Regions from separate parts of the Sus scrofa genome. Here all the other regions are linked to region 1. Evidence: chromatin contacts called from public HiChIP or PLAC-seq data. All regions are on one chromosome and are shown on one strand. Each heading gives the region's core, a stretch centred on a gene start, on an enhancer-like site or on the middle of the called end of the contact. The rest is flanking DNA. Distances are from core to core; before and after follow the strand shown.

Region 1 (3,859 bases), core at 221-2,720:
GCGGCATATGAAGGTTCCCAGGCTAGGGGTCCAATCGGAGCTGCAGCTGCCAGCCTACGCCAGAGCCACAGCAATGCGGGATCTGAGCCGCGTCTGCGACCTACACCACAGCTCACGGCAACACCGGATCCTTAACCCACTGAACGAGGCCAGGGATCGAACCCCCAACCTCATGGTTCCCAGTCGGATTCATTAACCACTGCGCCACGACAGGAACTCCGAGCTTGGTGTTTTTGAGGAACAGAAAGAAGGCAGTGTGGGCTTGAGCTTGGAAAAAGAGTGGGAGTGGCTGGAATAGATTTCACAGAGGAAATGAGAACTGGCTTATGTTGAGCCTGGGAGCCATGGTAAGGAGGTTGCATTTTATTCTAAGTGTGGTAGCCACCAGGGAGTTTAAGCTGAGGAGTGATGTGATTTAATTTTTGTTTTAAGAATATCTCACTCTGGCTGTTTTGAGGATAAATGGTAAAACAGTAAGAGAGGAAGTGAGGAGACTAGTTTGGAGGCTCTTGTGGTTGTGTGAGTGAGAGATTGTATTGGTTCCAGCCAGGTTGGAGAGAGTGAATGAAGAGAAATGAATACATTTGGGGGTGTATCTTGGAAGAGAAGCTGTCAGGACTTTCTTGTGTGGAGGATAAGGAAGAGGGAAGAATCGGGGTGATGTATCTGAAGTGGGGGCTTGCAGATAGGAAAGGTGGCTTTTTGGCAGTCATGAGGGAACCTGTGTGTGGTAAGGGATAGCAAATACAAATAAGAGCAGTAATAACTGAAGAAGCTGGGTTTTAGAAGAGGGTAGGAGAAGAGGTGTGCTCTAAAGTCGTGCTCTCAAACCTTCATGTGCATTCAAATCCCCTGGAGATCTTTTCAAAAGTGCAGATTGATTCAGTAAATCTGGGTGGAGCTGGAGAGTCTGAATTTGTGTTTCCTTGATTCAGATACCACTTTAGAAGTAGTTTCAAGATGGTCATTTGACTGTCAGTTATCATCTGTATGAGCTCATTTCCTTTGATATCACAGAAGAGCACATACCTTTTAAGTGTACCTCATGTCTTTCCCTGCCTGAATAGATCCTTGCTTCTCATTCCCCACCAGAAGGCAGTAGAGAGCTGTCTTCGCTCCTTTCTCTACATTATCAGCAGTCGCTAAGGTCTCTACCCCTTCTCCCCACTTTTTTTTTTTTTTTTGCTTTTTAGGGCCACACCCATGGCATATGGAGTTTCCAGGCTAGAGGTTGAATCAGAGCTACAGTTGCTGGCCTACACCACGGCCACAGCAAAGCAAAATCCAAGCTGTGTCTATGACCCTACACCACAGCTCACAGCAACGCTGGATCCCAGACCCACTGAATAAGGCAAGGTATCGAACCCACATCCTCAGGGATGCTAATCAGATTTGTTTCCACTGCATCACTATAGGAACTCTTTTTTTTTCTTCCTTCCCTCTTGTTATGGCCGCAGTTGCAGCATAGGGAAGTTCCCAGGCTAGGGGCTGAATCGGAGCTGCAGCTGAGGCCTGCTCCACAGCCACAGCAACACCAGATCCAAGCCACATCTGCAACCTATACCACAGCTGGGGGCAACTCCAGATCCTTAACTCACTGAGGTAGGCCTGGGATCGAATCCTCATCTTCACAGAGACAGTGTCGGGTCCTTTACCCAATAAGCCACAGTGGAACTCTACTACCCCTTCCCTCTTGTAACTGGTTTACTTACTCTCAACTCTGAACTTTCTTCAAAGTTTATTTATTTTCTGTGACCACTTTTGTATCCTTGTGGTCATTCTACTCTATGATCAATAGGTCATTTTACCTTTGAATCTAATTTCTCCATTAGTAAAATTAAAAAGTAGGAGTAGATGACTTCTTAATGGGACTGTAGCTTTGCGTTTTTATAACAAGAGAAGTAATATTTCTACAACGCTCTAGACTTTGCTGGACAATCCAGTATTGTAAATACAAATGAAGATTCTAAGATTCTGTCACTTCTGCAGTGGTTCCTGCCACTGAAATCTTTACCAGTTTTGCTCCATTACAACTAGCTTGGTTGTTAGCATTGACTACTACTACGGGTCCACATATTCTTTCCCCGTGTCCCATGTTTCATACTTTCTATGTCCTTTTTTCTAGTCCCTTACTTGTTCTTTTATTCACCAATGTTCAGTTCTGCATAATGACTTGAGCTCAGTGTCCAGGATCCTTTCTTTTGTCCTAAATGCCAAAAGCATCTTGTGAAAAGCAGGTGACACCCCAAGTTGCCCACCAGAGAACAAGACTCAAATATCCAAAGCTCACTGGCAGTTTTGTACTTTCGAGAGGCAGGGAATATTGTTTCAGAACAGCAGAGTGTCTTAGCAAGAAATATGGTTATCAAGGACCTTGGAGATTATACTTTGGAGAATTTTTTAAATTAGAGCATATTTAACTATTTGGGTTGGCTTGGAGTCAAATATTCTTTCCAAAGTATTATAAACTTACTTGAATGTAAATGGTTTTGCATAATTTATAGTTATGGTAAACATAATATAAAACATGTCTCTAATTACAGTTTTACTAAAATCCAAGAGCAAGAGATGTCACTCTTATTCTCATTCATTCCTTTTATGTATCTTTGATAAAAATGCAGATTTATAAAACATATGCAGTAGGGCCTAAGTATTTTTCTTCTAAAAATATTCACCATAGGAGTTCCTGCTTGTGGTACAGTCAGTTAAGGATCTTACTGCAGCAGTTCTGGTTGCTGCAGAGGCAAAGATTCGATCCCTGGCCCCCAACAGTGGGTTAAGGATCCGGCATTGCCACAGCTCTGGCGTAGGTTGCGGCTGCGGCTCAGAGGACTCAGTCCCCTGCCTGGGAACTTCCGAATGCTGTGCATGCAGCCATAAAAATAAATAAAATAAAACAAAATAAAACGATTCACCAGAGAATTCATTTAGATAGCTAAAATGCAGATTTCCTTTAATGCATTTTTGGAGAGAAGGAAGGAATGATTTAACACTTTTATTTTAGATAAGGAGTCAAATACACAGTAAGGTACTATGTAAATTAGAGGGTAAAACACTCATTTCTATTTAGAATTTGTTTAAAAGTAAACAGAAATTCACTTCATTTTCTTAATCTTCATTAGGTCTAGCCCTAGCCTCCCCCTTTTTGGGGGCAGGGCCTGGCTGAACTGGATAAACCACCCTTGGATGACTGAGAATTAATCAAAATGATTCCATATAAAGTGTTCATACACATGTGACAGTGATTACTAGTTGAAAATATACATCATTTAAATCTATAAAACTTTCCTTATCTAAGCATGTTCTCAGTTTATACTTTCATTGTCCTTGTCTTGACTGCAGTTATCAGTGGTAATGTCCTCACGTGACATCCAAGTTGCTGTGGCCTTGGTGCTGAGCAAATACACGGTGACTCTCTGGCCTTTATGAATCCCAAACATAGCTCAGTAATCCATGGCTAGATGAACCCAATTACCATTGCTGAGGTGGTGCCCTGCCTCTTTTTCTCTGTACTGGAAACCAAACTGAGAATGACACGGGGTTGAAATGGTACCAGATGTTCAGTCCTGTAAAACACAAAGTAAATCCTGGTAAAGCAAGCTTCTTTCTTTGAAAACAAAACATGAAATGAAATCCTTCTGTAGGTTAATCTGCTTCTAATAAGATGGTAGAAGCAGGCTCTGTCTTCCACAATAACGCATGAAATAAGAGTCTTTTTATCCTTAATTATAGGCCTAATGTCATAGGCCTATTTCTAGTTTTCTAGCTTCAGTTCAAAGGATTATTTTGAACCTTGATAATTAGGTTCCAATCTGTCCCGAGGCTTTTTGAGGCCTGGAATACAGTGGAGATGATGAAG
Region 2 (3,665 bases), core at 849-3,348, 130 kb after region 1:
CTATTTATATTGTGAAACATCTTATTCTTTAGGCAATTTTATGAGCATAAATGATTTTATCTTGCATCTCCTTTATTATTAATGAGGTCAAACCTTCTTTCATATATTTACTAGCCGACTATGTTTGCTTCTCTGTGAAAAATCTATTTACGTCTTTTGTACATTTTTCTACTTGGGTTTTGTTTTTCCTTAATGACTTGTTGAAGTTCTTCAGATAATTTGGACAACAATCTTTTCTTGTTTTTATGGCTACAAATATCTTTCCCCCCCCGACTTGTCTTCTCCCTTTTTAAGTGATACCTATGATATTGGCATCTTTGAAGAGAAACATCAAATAGGAACTCCCTATAACCTCCCTCTCACAAAATCTAAAAACCTTAAGCGCATCAGGACCCATGCTCACATCTCTCCTGTTGGAAATAAAGAGCTCCTCTCCCCCTAACTCCTGCTCTCCCTAAAGCTACCTTAAGTCCTGGCATCCCATAAGAACCAGTGTTCTAACCTCGTTGCCTCTATCCATATTCATTCCTCAACCGCAGTGGAACCTGGCCTTTCTCCCTACCACTTCACGAAATTGTTCTAAAGCCCTTGTTGTTAAACTTATTTTATCTGACCTCTCAAATATCTGATATAGTTGATTCTGGCCTTGCTTTAAACTCTCTTATTAGTTCCTCACTCTTTATGTTCCATTCCTTTTTTTTTTTTTTTTTTTTTGCTTTTTAGGGCCACATCTGTGCCATATATAAAAAGTTCCCAGGCTAGGGATCGAATCAGAGCTGTTGCTGCTGGCCTACATCACAGTATAGCAATGCGGTATCCAGGCCTGTGCCTGTGACCTACACCAAAGCTCATGGCAACACCAGATTCTTAACCCACTGAGCAAGGCCAGGGATCAAACCCTCATGGTTACTGGTTGGGTTTGTTACCATAAGCCATGACGGGAACTCCTCTTTATTTTTAAATTGACCTAACATTGGTTTATAACATTATTCATGTATTGTATATATAAATACAACATTCTATTTCAACTTCTGTGTACATTACTGCGTTTTGATCTGTTCTTAATTAGCCACTCTCATTTTCTTAAACACACAATGTCCTCCTTCAGTTCAGTACCTTGTATATCTAATTCCCTCTGCTTGTATAACTCTGACTTATCCTTCTAGTCTTGGCCTCCTTCAGGAAATCTTTCCTGACTCCAAGGTTGTGTTAGATATGTGTACCCTCCTATCTGTATTTTCTCATTTTACTAATCATTCCACATTGATGTTGTCATTTTACTCAGCTGCATCTCCCTCAATGAACATTGTCCATCCTTAACACTTCTGTAGCTTCACAAACTGGCAACATGTCCAGCAGATAAATATTTGTTAAATAAATAAGTGCTCATAGCTATGGTTCTATTTTCCACCCCATTACATTCTCTGTGATGAGATTTAAAACTTTGCTCAGCCTTTGATCCAGCACTTCCATGTGAAGAATTCATTCTCAGGAAATAATCTCAAATGTGTACAAATATTTAGATCCAAAATGGCTTGCAGGATAATGCAATTTCTAAAATCAAATAGTGGTTAACTATTCTAAGATTCAGCAACAGAATAGCAAAATTATGGTTTATTCATATAATGAAATGTGATATGACATCTAAAATGATAATGTACATCTATTTAATATTTTGAACATACATATTCTTCGACTCAGAAGAATATGGAAATACATCATAGAAATAAAAGCACAGAGTATTTAAAAAAAATTGAAATGTCCATTAATAAGAAAACGGCTGGATAAATTATGGTCCAATACAATACAGAATATTATGAAGCTGCTGTCTAAGTGTGTATAGTGGTTAGTCTGGGTGGTGGGATTAACAGTAATTTTAATTTTTCATTCATACATTCCATATTTTCTAGATGGCCTATAATGAATATGCATTCATTATTCTGATTTATTAAACAAGTTATTTAATCTATTAATTAATAAAAGCAACTTTAAGTTCCTACTCAGAACTGAAAGTTAACTATTCTCAGTATCTTGACCAGCTACTGAACAGGAAGTGCCATTGCCTTTGTGTGGTCAAAGTTTCTAATTCCACACCTTCAGCCAGTTGTAATTGTCTGTTAGGTCACTCTATGTCCAATAACCAAGAGAGTTGGGAATATACTCATCCTTTCAAAAACTTACATCTAGCTAAGGAAACAAGCAACTAATACTTTTATGCAATTAACACCAACCTAATGGCTCTTATTCATTCAAGCACTTATTGAGTGTGTGCCATGTGCAAGGCACTATTCAAAGTGCTGTAGAAAAAACAATCAACAAGAAATCCTGCCCTCAATGACCGTATAAGGGAACAGACAATAAACAGAATAAAACATAAATATAAATGTTTTAAGTATGAAGGTTTTATAATGTTTATTACAAATAAAACATGTCAAACATGTTGCATTCTATACAGAAAAATATATCTAAGAAAGGTACAGGTACTGAGTGGACTGAATTTGAAACAGGTTTCTTAAGGAAGGTCTCAATGAGAACACAGTAGCTGAACCAAGACCTGTATAAGGTGAGAAAACAAGTCACCGTGAGATCTGGAGAAGAGCTTTTTAGGCATAGAGAATAGGCAAAAACGTAATAGATGTGTCCCAGGAAGAAGGCAAGAATAGAATAGTGAGAAGAGAAACTTACTATAGGTATTAGAATTCAGAGAAGGAAAATCATGGTCTGAGAGAATCAAAGAATCACTTATGAAGAAGGAAGAACTAAGCCAAATTTAGAAAAATGGCTAACAGTGAAAAAAGATTATGTTGTATAGAGGAAACCCCAAAAGGAAATACAATGACATAAACATGGCAATAAAGAATGCAGAAGTCAATATAATCATGGAAAATGACTTCTGTTTAGGTGCCAAGAACTAAAGTTGGATCAGATCATGTTATAAAAAAGGTGAACTCTGGAAGTGATACAAAGATAAAAAGAATTATTAGAGATTTTTTAACCTAATGAAAAAGTAATTTAGAAAAATGGCCTTGTAATCAATGCAATATGGATAACAGGAGACTGGGGCATAGGGTTTACAAAACTACAGCAGATGGGAATAGAAAGGGTAAATCTAGGCAATATTCTAAAATAAACAGCGCTGGAAGAGATGGATAGAAAGAGTGTAGACAACAGAATCAAACATGGTATTAAAGCTTCTAAGCTAGAGGACTACAGAAATGGGCATGAGAGGTGGAATGACATATGTTATAGAAAGCTTATATCATCCTGTTTCTGGAATGGTTATAAATTAAACAAAAATTATACTCCCTATCCAAAAGATATGAACTGCATTTCTGAAGTCTTATTACAATAGTTCTTCCACTGACAACTCAACTAAATCTCATATAAGACATGATCCTCATAATTTTACCTCCTTAAAATGCCTTATTGCATCCTAAATGGAGAATTTTCTGATTTCTTCTACATTTTCCTCTAATATCTAAATGAAAAAATGTATTCATTTGAAACAATATCTTAGGAAAGGAAAATTCAAATTAGTGGGAAAATGATAGACTATTTCCTAAATGGTGTGGGGACGACTGTCCAGACTTCAGAAAAAAAAATTAAAACTGTTATCTTACCTCATACCTCATTCTTTATAATAAACACCAAAATACATTCCAAGT
Region 3 (3,625 bases), core at 232-2,731, 180 kb after region 1:
TCACAATACCTAAGATGTAGTTTTTCTTTATTTCTCCAGATAATTCGCCCAGTATTTCATTGCAGGCAACTTGGATCACCTTTATCATTTTCTGCAGATCTTTAAATTCTCGATAAAACAACATCTTACTCCTGCCAATGTTGACATCGAGAACTCCCAAAGCTTCTCCTGTCCTCTCACGAAGTGGAACTGCTATGTGGTTTTCTCCACAGACAGAGGCCAAAACAACCTCTGAACTGTCGGTACACTTATAGAGGAAATCTCTGAAACCAAAACCAAATAAACATAAGGAAATAAAACAACAGCCTGATCACAACATTCCACCCAAACATACCGAAACACCTTCGATCGAGTCTACTACACCCCAACCACTCCGGCCCGTCCTTGTTGCTGTTTCACCTGCCTGGATCGCTCCCGCCCTCGAGTTCAGGGGGCTCTCTCCCTCAGCTCCTCCCGGAGAAGCCCTCCCTGACCCTGCAATCTGAAGAAGCCACACCTGGAGTTCCCATTGTGGCTCAGCAGTGGTGAAACCAACTAGTATCCATGAGTACATGGATTTGATCCCTCTCCCCACTCTGGGTTAAGGATCTGCCATTGCCGTGAGCTGTGGTGTAGGTCACAGACACGGCTTGGATCCTACATCACTGTGGCTGTGGCACAGGCTATCAGCTACAGCTCCAATTCCATCCCTAGTCTGGGAAGCTCCATATGCTGGTTGTGCGCCCTTAAAAAAAAAAAAAAAAAGGCACTTTAGGAGTTCCCATCGTGGCTCAGTGGAAATGAATCTGACTAGTATCCATGAGGACACAGGTTCCATCCCTGGCCTTGCTCAGTGAGTTAAGGATCTGGCATTGCGTTGAGCTGTGATGTAGGTCGCAGATGTGGCTCGGATGGATCTGTGGCTGTGGTGTAGCCTGGAAACAACAGCTGTAGCTCTGATTTGACCCCTACCCTGGGAACCTCCATATGCTACAGGTGCAGCCCTGAAAAGACAAATAAATGAAGAAGCTAAACCTGAGTCCTGCTCCATACTAACACTCTGCCTTACTGTCTTTACCATAATTATACTCATCTGAGGGCCTTTGTTTTTATTTATAAATTGTCTTGTATTGACTGAATACCTGAAGGAACAATGAGTGTGTTAGGTCAGGTTCCCTAGAAGCAGAGCCTGAGAGAGGGATGCTCTGTGCAAACGAGGGAATGCGCTTGCTCTTAGGAGAAACCTCTACGGGTCTGAGGAAAGCAGGATAGGGTAGGGGGAAAGCTAGGTAAGAAGTGATTTCAGGTGAAGTTGAGCCTCAGCCGGATCCCAAGGGGAGCCCTGGAAGGCAAATTGTGCCCAGAATCTGCCCCATCTTGGGGCAGGGGAGAGGTCTTTTGTCAGTCATTAGAGCCCTCAGCTGCTCTGGGTGTGTGGGGGGAAGGTGTTTACACAACTCTTAGGCACTTCCTTCTGAGAGGCTCCCACGCTCCAGGGCGCTTTTCCGCAGACAGTTTCAGTGTGAGTCATCAGCAGCACGACCTGCAGGCCCTGGCGGAAATTACACGGGGTCTGGGTGGGGCATCGACAGCATCTGCTTCAGGGAGGTACCTGAGGTTTCATGGAAATGTAGTATCTCCTTTCTCTAGTGAAGCATAAACACATCTCTCTCTCTCTTTCCCCCTTTCCCTATCTGCATTGATACTGAAATGTCATTCCTTTGAGGTATGTGTAAAAATGTTGGTGCTTTGCATAGCCTCAAAAAGGACATGGGTATTTCATGACATCAACCCTACAATGATAAAGATTATGTCCTTTTGCTGCTCCTGCCCTTGCTGCAGCTGAGCCATCACTTTGTGACTGTATGATAACCATAGCAAAGACTGCATCATATTAAGCTTTCTCAGTCAACAAGTTCCATAAAAGGCATCTGCCCTAGGTTACACATGGGAATCCTAGCTTATAAGTCTGGGTGTTACAAGGACTCCTTGACCAGCACAAGAAACAACTATATGGAAAAGAGCTTAGAACTTAATGAATATTCTGGTATGAGGCCAAACTAAAATCGAATGAACATAAGTACTTAAATGTCAAATCAGCCTACTAATCTGAGATAGGATACTGCCTACACTGACTCTCTAAGAAGCAGCGGTCCTTTTTGTAATAGGTGTATTCTCCGTTAGGATCTGTTTTGCATCTGCCCACAGTTGAATAGTGTTCTTTGCATTCCACAGGTGAGATGCATTCAAGGTAATCTAGAACTGGGTACTTTTTTTTTTTTTTTTGCCATTTCTTGGGCCACTCCCGCGGCATGTGGAGGTTTCCAGGCTAGGGGTCGAATCAGAGCTGTAGCTGCCAGTCTACGCCAGAGCCACAGCAATGCAGGATCCAAGCCGCGTCTGCAACCTAATCTCAGCTCATGGCAACGCCAGATCCTTAACCCACTGAGCAAGGCCAGGGATCGAACCCGCAACCTCATGGTTCCTAGTCGGATTCGTTAACCACCGCACCACGACGGGAACTCCCAGAACTGGGTACTTTTAAAAGGCAGCTTTCTCTGCCTCCTCCCCATCTTTATCCCAGTCTGCTTTCTTTAAATAAAAAAACACATGTCTCTAGGCTAGCTAACATTAAGATGTTGAGCTCTGATAAGTGATGGGGGTGTATCTTTCATAATCATGGTGGGTTTCTGTTAATTCCATGTTTACAAGAAAATTATAGAAAATAAAATACTAAATTGAAATCTATTTTTTAAAAGGACTTTAGGAGGAAAGGACCCAGGCAGACAAAGGTCTATAGTAATTTTTTTTTAAAACCTGATCAGAATGAGAGACAGTGTGTACTAATAAGAGTCAGAAGCTGGAAATCAAACAAAACAAAGTCTCATACCTGAAGATGCACGTCTTCCGAAAGATGGTAGGGGGATTTTTGTGGATTTCTGTTAGACCCAGGTGCCCTGTGACCATCATATTGCGTAAAACATAGTCTGAATCCTTAAAAAGAGGAAGATTTTATTTCAGAGAGGAGTGATTAGCAAATCTCATCCAAGTTTTTGTGGACAAATAAGTAGAAAAAAATTAGAAAAACTTTGATGTTATGTTTTCAGACTATAGGTCAAGGTCAATATAATTTTGAGCTACAATGATCCCAAACACTTGGAGGGCCTCAGGGCATGGATCTCAGAATTTTTTTTTCTGTCCTTTCTCTTTCCATTGGTCATCCCGTCCAGACTCATGGTTTTTGTTTTGTTTTTGGTTGTTTTGGTAAAACATACACAGCAAACTATTGTAATTTTAACCATTCATAAGTATGCAATTCAGTAGCATTAAACACATTCACAGTGGAGTTCCTGTCGCAGCACAGTGGTTAAAGAATCTGACTAGGAACCATGAGGTTGCAGGTTCGATCCCTGGCCTTGCTCAGTGGGTTAAGGATCTGGCGTTGCCATGAATCTGTGGTGTAAGCTGCAGACGCGGCTCGGATCCCACATTGCTGTGGCTCTGGTGTAGGCTTGTGGCTATAGCTCCGATTGGACCCCTAGCCAGGGAACTTCCATATGCTGTGAGTGTGGCCATAGAAAAGACAAAAAAAACAAACAAACATATATATATATATATATATATATATATATATTCACAGTGTTGT

The links. HiChIP or PLAC-seq counts read pairs in DNA pulled down with a chosen protein or histone mark.
Region 2: an H3K27ac HiChIP or PLAC-seq map of alveolar macrophages shows a contact between it and region 1. The contact joins two enhancer-like sites. A contact is called at or near these places in 1 of 47 Hi-C or Micro-C datasets (epiblast stem cells) and 1 of 2 datasets of contacts at active chromatin or transcription factors (alveolar macrophages).
Region 3: an H3K27ac HiChIP or PLAC-seq map of alveolar macrophages shows a contact between it and region 1. The contact joins two enhancer-like sites. A contact is called at or near these places in 3 of 47 Hi-C or Micro-C datasets (adipose tissue, embryonic fibroblasts and liver) and 1 of 2 datasets of contacts at active chromatin or transcription factors (alveolar macrophages).

What each region holds. Positions count from the first base shown.
Region 1 is chr12:46,372,067-46,375,925 of Sscrofa11.1, reverse strand. The region is part of intron 6 of BLMH (bleomycin hydrolase); the gene reads left to right. Among named protein-coding and RNA genes, the nearest start is that of BLMH, 20 kb to the left of the region's middle. Within about 2 kb of position 1,470, at least 6 of the 83 cell types and tissues checked have an H3K27ac peak or open chromatin away from gene starts, as enhancers often do. A contact at or near this core is called in alveolar macrophages, where this site is marked.
Region 2 is chr12:46,241,479-46,245,143 of Sscrofa11.1, reverse strand. The region is part of intron 2 of NSRP1 (nuclear speckle splicing regulatory protein 1); the gene reads right to left. Among named protein-coding and RNA genes, the nearest start is that of MIR423, 32 kb to the right of the region's middle. Within about 2 kb of position 2,098, at least 3 of the 83 cell types and tissues checked have an H3K27ac peak or open chromatin away from gene starts, as enhancers often do. A contact at or near this core is called in alveolar macrophages, where this site is marked.
Region 3 is chr12:46,187,792-46,191,416 of Sscrofa11.1, reverse strand. It overlaps EFCAB5 (EF-hand calcium-binding domain-containing protein 5), which reads right to left. Exons shown (of 24, transcript XM_013981195.2): 20 at 2,870-2,973; 21 at 10-263. Among named protein-coding and RNA genes, the nearest start is that of NSRP1, 22 kb to the left of the region's middle. Within about 2 kb of position 1,481, at least 10 of the 83 cell types and tissues checked have an H3K27ac peak or open chromatin away from gene starts, as enhancers often do. A contact at or near this core is called in alveolar macrophages, where this site is marked.